Linked DNA regions of Sus scrofa: region 1 is linked to region 2. Evidence: chromatin contacts called from public Hi-C data. All regions are on one chromosome and are shown on one strand. The core of a region is the stretch at or near the end of the contact, and the rest is flanking DNA. Distances in the headings are between cores, read along the strand shown. Region 1 overlaps LOC106504348 (a long non-coding RNA gene). Region 2 overlaps CARMIL1 (F-actin-uncapping protein LRRC16A).

Evidence for each region. A called contact is a pair of places that touch in the nucleus more often than the background predicts.
Region 1: a contact with region 2 is called in a Hi-C map of liver, with 7 times the contacts expected there. The contact joins two enhancer-like sites. A contact is called at or near these places in 4 of 47 Hi-C or Micro-C datasets (embryonic fibroblasts, liver and skeletal muscle) and 1 of 2 datasets of contacts at active chromatin or transcription factors (alveolar macrophages).

Annotation. Positions count from the first base shown.
Region 1 is chr7:20,453,940-20,458,068 of Sscrofa11.1, forward strand. The region is part of intron 2 of LOC106504348 (a long non-coding RNA gene); the gene reads right to left. Among named protein-coding and RNA genes, the nearest start is that of SLC17A4, 34 kb to the right of the region's middle. Within about 2 kb of position 2,817, at least 2 of the 83 cell types and tissues checked have an H3K27ac peak or open chromatin away from gene starts, as enhancers often do. A contact at or near this core is called in liver, where this site is marked.
Region 2 is chr7:20,340,831-20,344,407 of Sscrofa11.1, forward strand. CARMIL1 (F-actin-uncapping protein LRRC16A) reads left to right here. Exons shown (of 37, transcript XM_013977486.2): 35 at 1-167; 36 at 2,159-2,299. LOC110261657 (a long non-coding RNA gene) reads right to left here. Exons shown (of 3, transcript XR_002346102.1): 3 at 2,424-2,509. Among named protein-coding and RNA genes, the nearest start is that of SCGN, 47 kb to the right of the region's middle. Within about 2 kb of position 1,666, at least 1 of the 83 cell types and tissues checked has an H3K27ac peak or open chromatin away from gene starts, as enhancers often do. A contact at or near this core is called in liver, where this site is marked.

The DNA of each region.
Region 1 (4,129 bases), core at 1,567-4,066, 110 kb after region 2:
TTGGCACACCCTTTGTCCTTTTATATATCTGTGTCATTCTGAGTCAGCACTGCTCATCACAGGCATGATTATAGTAATCTGCGGGCAAGCGCGAGTATCGCTAATGATATCGCTTCGCAGAGTGATTATCTCGAAGCCATGCTCAACTGTCGCATCAAGATCACGGCATTTGTGTACCTCCCAATTAAGCCAGTAGTGGAAAAGGCAGCACTTGTTCAGTCAAAAAAGAGCTAAGGAAGAGGGCAGCCTGCAATTAGCTCAAACACGTTGTCACCAGGGGCCTGGGAGGCCTGGTTCACATGCCCCAGGGTTGGTGATAACTTTTAACAGATAGAGATTCTCAATATAAAGCCCCTTGAGTCCAGAATAGATAAATGAACGAAGCTATGAACAGGCTTTATAAGCTGGCTACTTTGTTTTTCCATCTCGGCTTGGATAACCATCGTTGTGTTGAGAACTCTTGAGGAACCAAACCAGCAGCCCCACTTGTGATCCTGTGCTTGGGTATGCCTTGAGGTCAAATCAACCAAAACTATTCCCATTTTCACTGGTCACTTGAACCATTTTTTGATATTTTCTTTTTCACTTTTTTTGGGGGGAGAGAAACACCCTCTTTTCCTCCAACAAGATTACACCCATCAGGAGTTCCCGTCGTGGCGCAGTGGTTAACAAATCCGACTAGGAACCATGAGGTTGCGGGTTCGGTCCCTGCCCTTGCTCAGTGGGTTAACGATCTGGCGTTGCCCTGAGCTGTGGTGTAGGTTGCAGACATGGCTCGGATCCCACGTTGCTGTGGCTCTGGCGTAGGCCTGTGGCTACAGCTCCAATTTGACCCCTAGCCTGGGAACCTCCATATGCTGCGGGAGCAGCCCAAGAAATAGCAAAAAAAAAAAAAAAAAAAGGATTACACCCATCAAGGAAAATATTGTAAAGAAGGTTATACCCCTGACAAGGAAACTTCATCTCCAAATGTTTTGCCGAATATTTTTTAGCTGAACTGGATATGCAGAGTGGTCTTCCAGACACGGAGAATCATGCCCCAAAATCTGAAGATCAGATAACTTGCTCAAGAGAGATATGTCTGACTACATGCCTGGCTGTTTTTCCTAAGTCATTGACCCTCCCCTTCCCCATTGCCCATCCTAGCCCTGCCAGCATGCCAGAGAAAATATCTATTTCTGTCTTTGATTGCTGGTAGGCTCAGGTTCACAGAAATGTTAAGACGCTCCCTACTGGCTACAACTTTTTTTTCCTGCAGCAGATTTGCAACCCACTATGAGATCATATTTGCAATACTCAGAATATGCAAAAGTTTTAACCAGGTGCTTCCTTATATGACCTGGAAACTTCCAACTTTTTTTTTTTTTTTTTTTTTTTTGCTTTTTAGGGCCACACCCTCGGCATATGGAAGTTCCCAGGCTAGGGGTGGAAACAGAGCTACAACTGCTGGTCACAACCACAGCCACAGTAATGCCAGATCCAAGCTACATCTGTGGCCTACACCACAGCTGATGGCAATGCCAGATCCTTAACCCACTAAGCAAGGTCAGGGATCAAACCCACATCTTCATGTATCCTAGTCAGGCTCATTACTGCTGAGCCACTACAGGAACTCTTTCCTACCTCTTGTTTGTGCCAACTCGTTCCTCATAATATGTAAAGAAATGGGTTCAGCTATTTCAATACAACTTTATTTACAAAAACAGGAAATAATCCAGAATTGATCTGTTTCCATAAATTGATAACTTGTATTTTATTATTATTATGAACATGCAAATTAAGAAAACACTGAGAATAGGTGAATCTTGGTAAAAAAGGGTTTTTGTCTGTTTTTTATCCAATTCTTGCAAATTTTCTTTAGGGATAATATTATTCCCCTCCCATTCCCTACTCCCACCTCTCCTACATCTCAGAAGTGAGTCCGAAATAATAAAATACGTGATGTGATACAGATATGCCTAAGTGTCTTTGGAAAAAATGAGACTTCAAATTCAGCCCTTGCAGAAAGCTGGGAAAGCTTTCCAGAGGAGGTAACTCTTAAAGTAGGAGTAGGAGTTAGCAAACTGAATCTTAAAGGTGAGTAGGAGTTAGCAAAATCAGGGCCTACTTGGGAGCCAGAAACTATCCCAGTCACTTTAGTACAGAGGGCAGATGGAGACAGTCAAGCCTCTAACTAAAGTGTGTACTCGTGTTGCCATTCATGGAGTTCCTTGTATCATCTTGGGAGTTCTCACATCTTCTACCAACCCTCATGACTCTTCCTGGTGTATGAATTATTATATAACCTCATTTCATGGTTGGTGTGATAGGTAGAATTCTAAAATGGCCTCCAGGATTTCCCCCAGTTTACATGCCCAGTAGAATTCCTGGGTTTGAGAATACATGGATTTTACTCCTGTAAATAGGTTATCTTTCATAGCTGATCTTAAAACAGGGAGATTATCCAGGTGGGCCTGACCTAATCACATCAGCCTTTTAAAAGTAGAGAGATTTCTCTGGCCTCGGCATGGAAGGGGAAATTAGAGATTCAAACCATGAGAAGGGTTTGATGCACAGTTAACGGCTTGATGATGGTGTAGGTCCAGGGGCAAGGAACCCATGGTCTCTAAGCGCCAAGAATGGCCCCCAGGTGACAGCCAGCAAGGACACAAAAGCCCCAGTCCTACAACCACAAAGACCTTAATTCTACCAATAAGAAGAATGAGTTTGGAAGAAAACTTTTCCCAGGGTTTTCAGATGAGAACTCAGTCTAGCCCACATATCGACCTCAGTCTTGTGAAATTCTGGGCAGAGAACTCAGCCCTGCTATGCAGGCCTTGGGAACTACACAAGTGTAGACTAGTAAAGAGGTGTTGTTTTAAGCTGCCAAGTTTGTTGTAGTTTGGTATGTGGCAATAGAAAACTCATGCAGCTGATAACCAGAGGCCCAAAAGAATTTACCCTGACTTCAAAGTCCAGAGAATTTTCTCAGTGCTCTTGAAGATCTGGTCCACAGACTGGTGCCCATCCAGTCTGGCAGCAAGAAGTGCTGTCACTTACTCTCTGGGAACAGCCTTGTTTTAGGTGTTTTCTGATTTATATATATATATACACATATATGTGTGTATATGTATATATATAGAGAGAGAAATATAATTTAGATCTATTGCATTTTCTAATATTTATATTTAATTTTACTGTATTTGATAAAAGTATGTCTATGATGGACAGAAAATTTAAAAAAGGGGAAAAAAAAAACCCCTTGATCCTTCACCATAGATACATTGCATGCTCAAGACAATGCTGCTTCTTGAAAGAACTTAGGGAAAATGGAGTTCCTGTTGTGGCTCAGTGGAGATGGAATCTGACTGGCCTTGCTCAGTGGGTTGAGGATCTGGCCTTGCCATGAGCTGTGGTGTGGGCTGCAGACTTGGCTCTGATCCCGAGTTGCTGTGGCTGTGTGGCTCTGATTCGACCCCTAGCCTAGGAGCCTCCATGTACCTTGGGTGCTGCCCTAAAAAGACAAAAAAAAAAAAAAAAAAAAAAAAAGCTTAGGGAAAATGTCTTTCTACAAGTCCAGAATAGATGAATGTCCCTAAGTGATATAAAAATATGGGTGATAAAAAAAAATCCTCCTCAAAAAAACACGTCTGCTGTGATTGATAGGGTTGGTTTAGTGATTTGATTTAGTTTTTTTCACTTCAAGCAATATTTGGGAGTAAATTTTTACCATTGTTTTTGGAGGTAAACCTTGGATAAGACATACACTTGTACTTAAGTTTCCTAAGTACGTATATGGTAGTTAATGGAACTCCTCAACAATTTCTTTCATCTTCTTTCAGAACCTGAGAAATTCAGGAACATGGAAGCATGGTTTACATAGTCTATGATGTGAGTAAATATACCCAGAGATATTTGGGAGTCATTTTGGAGGTGTGGGGGGCTTTTGAATCCCACCAGGTGCTCATTCATGTCCTCACAGCTCCTGCTGTGTGGTTGTAGCAGCTTGGTGGCAAGGCAGGGGCTTCTTAATGCACAGGTAGAAACTGAAGCTGACTTCAGACACCACCTACCACAGTCTGGAGGCTCTTCTTTCTCCCAGGTGACTGGGACGCAGGCCTCTACTCTGCTTCCTCACGTCGCCATGAAT
Region 2 (3,577 bases), core at 416-2,915:
AACACCAGAAAAGAATGCCAAAGTGGAGCTCAGAGCGGAGGGGGGCTCCAGGTCTCGGAGCTTTTCCAGCAGGCCCACCAGCCCGAAGCCGCTCCTGCAGTCCCCCAAACCCAGCCCAGGGGCGAGACCCACCATCCCGCAGAAACCACGCACTGCCTCGCGGCCAGGTAAGGCGCTGCCAGTCCGGAAGTGGCACCATGACCAGGCAGCTTCCCAGGGCAGCAGGATCTGGCTTCCATGGATGGTATCAGGGCAGCTGGTGAATGCGGGCATGGCAGGCGGTGAGAGTGTCTGTAGGAAGGGGCCATGACAAACCTGCCAGAGGCTGCCGAAGTGACAAAGGCTGAAGGGTTCCTTCATTCAACACCAAGGCACCTGCTCAGGTACTGGCCTTGTGCTTGGGGCTACAGGGTGGAGGCAGGATGGGTAAAGCAGCCAGTGTTGTGCTCACCCCTTGGCAGTGCTCTGTGGTGGAACTTTCTGAAAGCCATCTCCAGATGCCCAGACCCTTCAGAGAGCTGCAGTTTCAGGACAAGGACCACAAACAGGGAAAGCTTAAATTGCTCTGGTTTTACCCCCCATCCTGTGAAACTGTCAGGGTTAGAACAGAGCTTGGCAAACTATGGGCCTGTTTTTATAAATGTGTCACCGGCACACAGCCCCACCGCATATACGCATCTCCCATTGCTTTTGTGCTAAAAGGACAGAGTTAAATCATTGCAGCAAAGGCCATGTGGTCTGAAGAGCCTAACATAGTTACACTTTGGCCCTTAACAGAAAATGTTTGCTGACTCTGGGATCAGAAAATCTAATGATTGGTGGCTCAACAGGTTAAGGATCCTATCCCTGCTATATGGCAAGAGTTTGATACCTGGCCCAGGGACTTCCACATGCCGTAGGTGTGGTTTTAAAAAAAAAAAAAAAAAAAAAAAGCTTCAAAACAGAAAAAGTGGGGAGAATGGAGGCCAAAAAAATACTTTTCAAAATTAAAAAAGTAAAGATGACCACTTAGGAGCAGGCTGGCATTCCCATCGGCCAGCTGTGTCTGAGGTAAGGAAACATCTCGAATAGAATAAATCCAGGTTGTAGAGGATTTGGGCTCCCCTGTTGCCAACACGGAATATAAAATAGCCAGATTCCCAATATTCTGTTGCAAGAAGCTTTTGTTTCAGTTTATTTGCTGAATGCATTCACTGAGTTCGTAGTATTTAGTGTATTGAGACTTATGTTAACCCACAGACGTTTTGCTAGAGCTTGAGAATTCAGCAGGCATTTTCCAATACACCCTTGCATTCCCTCTCCACGCTTCTAAGAGGCTGTCAACACAGGCAGTGCCGTTTTCACCGCATCCTGCCCCATCCCTGCTTCTATCGTCAAGCAGGTGGAGACTTGAATTGAAGTAGGAAGTGACGAGAACCTGGCCGAAGGTTGTCTTCTGTGCCCTCGGGCTCCCACAAGCACCCCCCAAATTGAGAACTGCCTTGCTGGTAATGGAGCAGAAAAAGGAGTGCAGTTCAGCTGATCCTTTCAATTAGAGTGAAATAGGGCAGTCTTTAGACTTAAGAGACTCGAGTTCTAGTCCCAGATATTTTGTCATCTTTTTAGCTTGGCAGGTCATTTAATTTCTCCATTTGTACAGTGATTACCACATAGTCTTTTCTGGTTCCAAAAGTCCATGATTCTAAGCTGTTCTTCCTGATCTTAGTATCTGTACGCAGGTACATGCACCTTCACTCCTGTAGGCACGGATATATGTTGTATACACCACGTGGGGACCACTTTCCAGGGTTTGACAGCAGGTAAAGGCGGTGGCTTGTAATGACAATTTCTGTCACCAATTGAAGAAACACAAACAGCCTTTGTGTTTGAGGCAGAAGCAACCTTCAGTTCACTTACATCTAATTTTCAAATACCAGCTCATTGAAATTCTGTCTAAAGAGATTCCCACCTGCAGATTTTAACTTTTTGTTGAGTTTGAATTATTTTTCACTCTCTTGTTTGTTACTTCACTGAGCTCTATGAGACCAGTTTGGGGCCAGAAAATTCTATGATGCTTTTTTAAAAAATGATTGGTTGTTTGTATGTAAAGATTAAACAGCTTATGCTTTAGGAATCCAGTTCATGGCACAGTTTGACATGTGGCTTTGTGTTTCCATAGAGGACCTCCCACACTCTCCATCCAGCCCGGGTTCGCCTAAAGTCGCTCTTCTTCCGCCTGTGCTGAAAAAAGTTCCTTCGGACAAGGAGAGAGATGGCCAGAGTAGCCCGCAGCCCAGTCCCAGGACATTTTCCCGGGAAGGTAATACCTTTTTTTTTTTCCTGTGTCAGCTCTCCCCAAGGAGAGTCATCTTAAGAGCAAGGAATTAATCCTGGACTCAGTTTCTCACTTTATATCTTAAGGTTTATAAGTCAGCATCCCTCGGATTCAGTTTTGGAACCAGAGCAGTTTTTCATTCAGAAACTTGATTCACTGTTATTGGTGACACTGGGTCTGCGTGAAGGACCGTATCTAAAAAATAAAACAACTGAGACACTTAGCCCAAAGGTCTTTATAATAGTAATTTCTAGATGCTCCAGAAGGGATTCCCAGTGTATTACCCATTGCTTTGTGACTAATTTGGTGTAATGTGTAGGCTTCTAGGTTCTCTTATTTCTGAGAACCTAGAAGCCTGCCCTTGCTATGGGCAACACTGTGGCTCATTAGCTTTGCTCAGTCATGAGGTTAGATGGTCCTCATTCTCAGAAGTCTGTCACCTACATGGATGCTCTCAGGGCATCATCATACTGATTTGTTCCTTCTAATTTGCTGAGCCGGGAGCATAGTGAGATGGTCCTGGGACTTGAATGCCATCTCCCTAACACATCAAAGGTCATTATCAGTGGAGGTGAGGCATGTTTGGGGTGACTTCTGCACCTCACCAGGTCTTCTTTCCCTCACTTCTCCCATTCTGTTCAATGAACCCTTTGGGGTTCTGTCCTTCATAAAATGTAAGTGCCGTCTCTAAGCCCCATCTATAAAGAAATTCTAGAGCCATCATCACCCATGTTCAGAGAGCTCTCAGTGTGGTTTGGGATTGCTTGGTTTTATTTTAGATTTGTTTGATGCTTTACAATTCTTTGACCCTCTCTGATTCTGACAGCTTCCTACCTTGGCCTACTTTCTTTTATGAATGGTGGTCTTGGGTCGAAGTTAATAGGAAGTGTTTTTGAGAACTGTCTTTGTTAATTGAGAATTCAATCAAAAATAACACAGCCTACTTCCTCATATCCATTCTGCAGACTTATTTGGTGGGTACAGGCTTCACTCACCTATTGGCTGTAAATAAAAGAAGGTGGGGTTCTGACCAAAGCTGATAAACTACTTCTGACAAACAAAGAAACTAAAGGCATGAAAGAAAGCTGACACTTATGGTCCCTTCACATGGGGTAACCAATAAATACAGGGTTTAGTATTACAGCCTCAGCCTTTGGAAATCTTGTAGGAAGAAGAAACTTGGGTGGTGCCAGGTCAAAGTGACGAGCCAGCAATCATTCCTGGGAGCCCTGTTTGTACCCCATAGCTCCTCCCCCCACAATT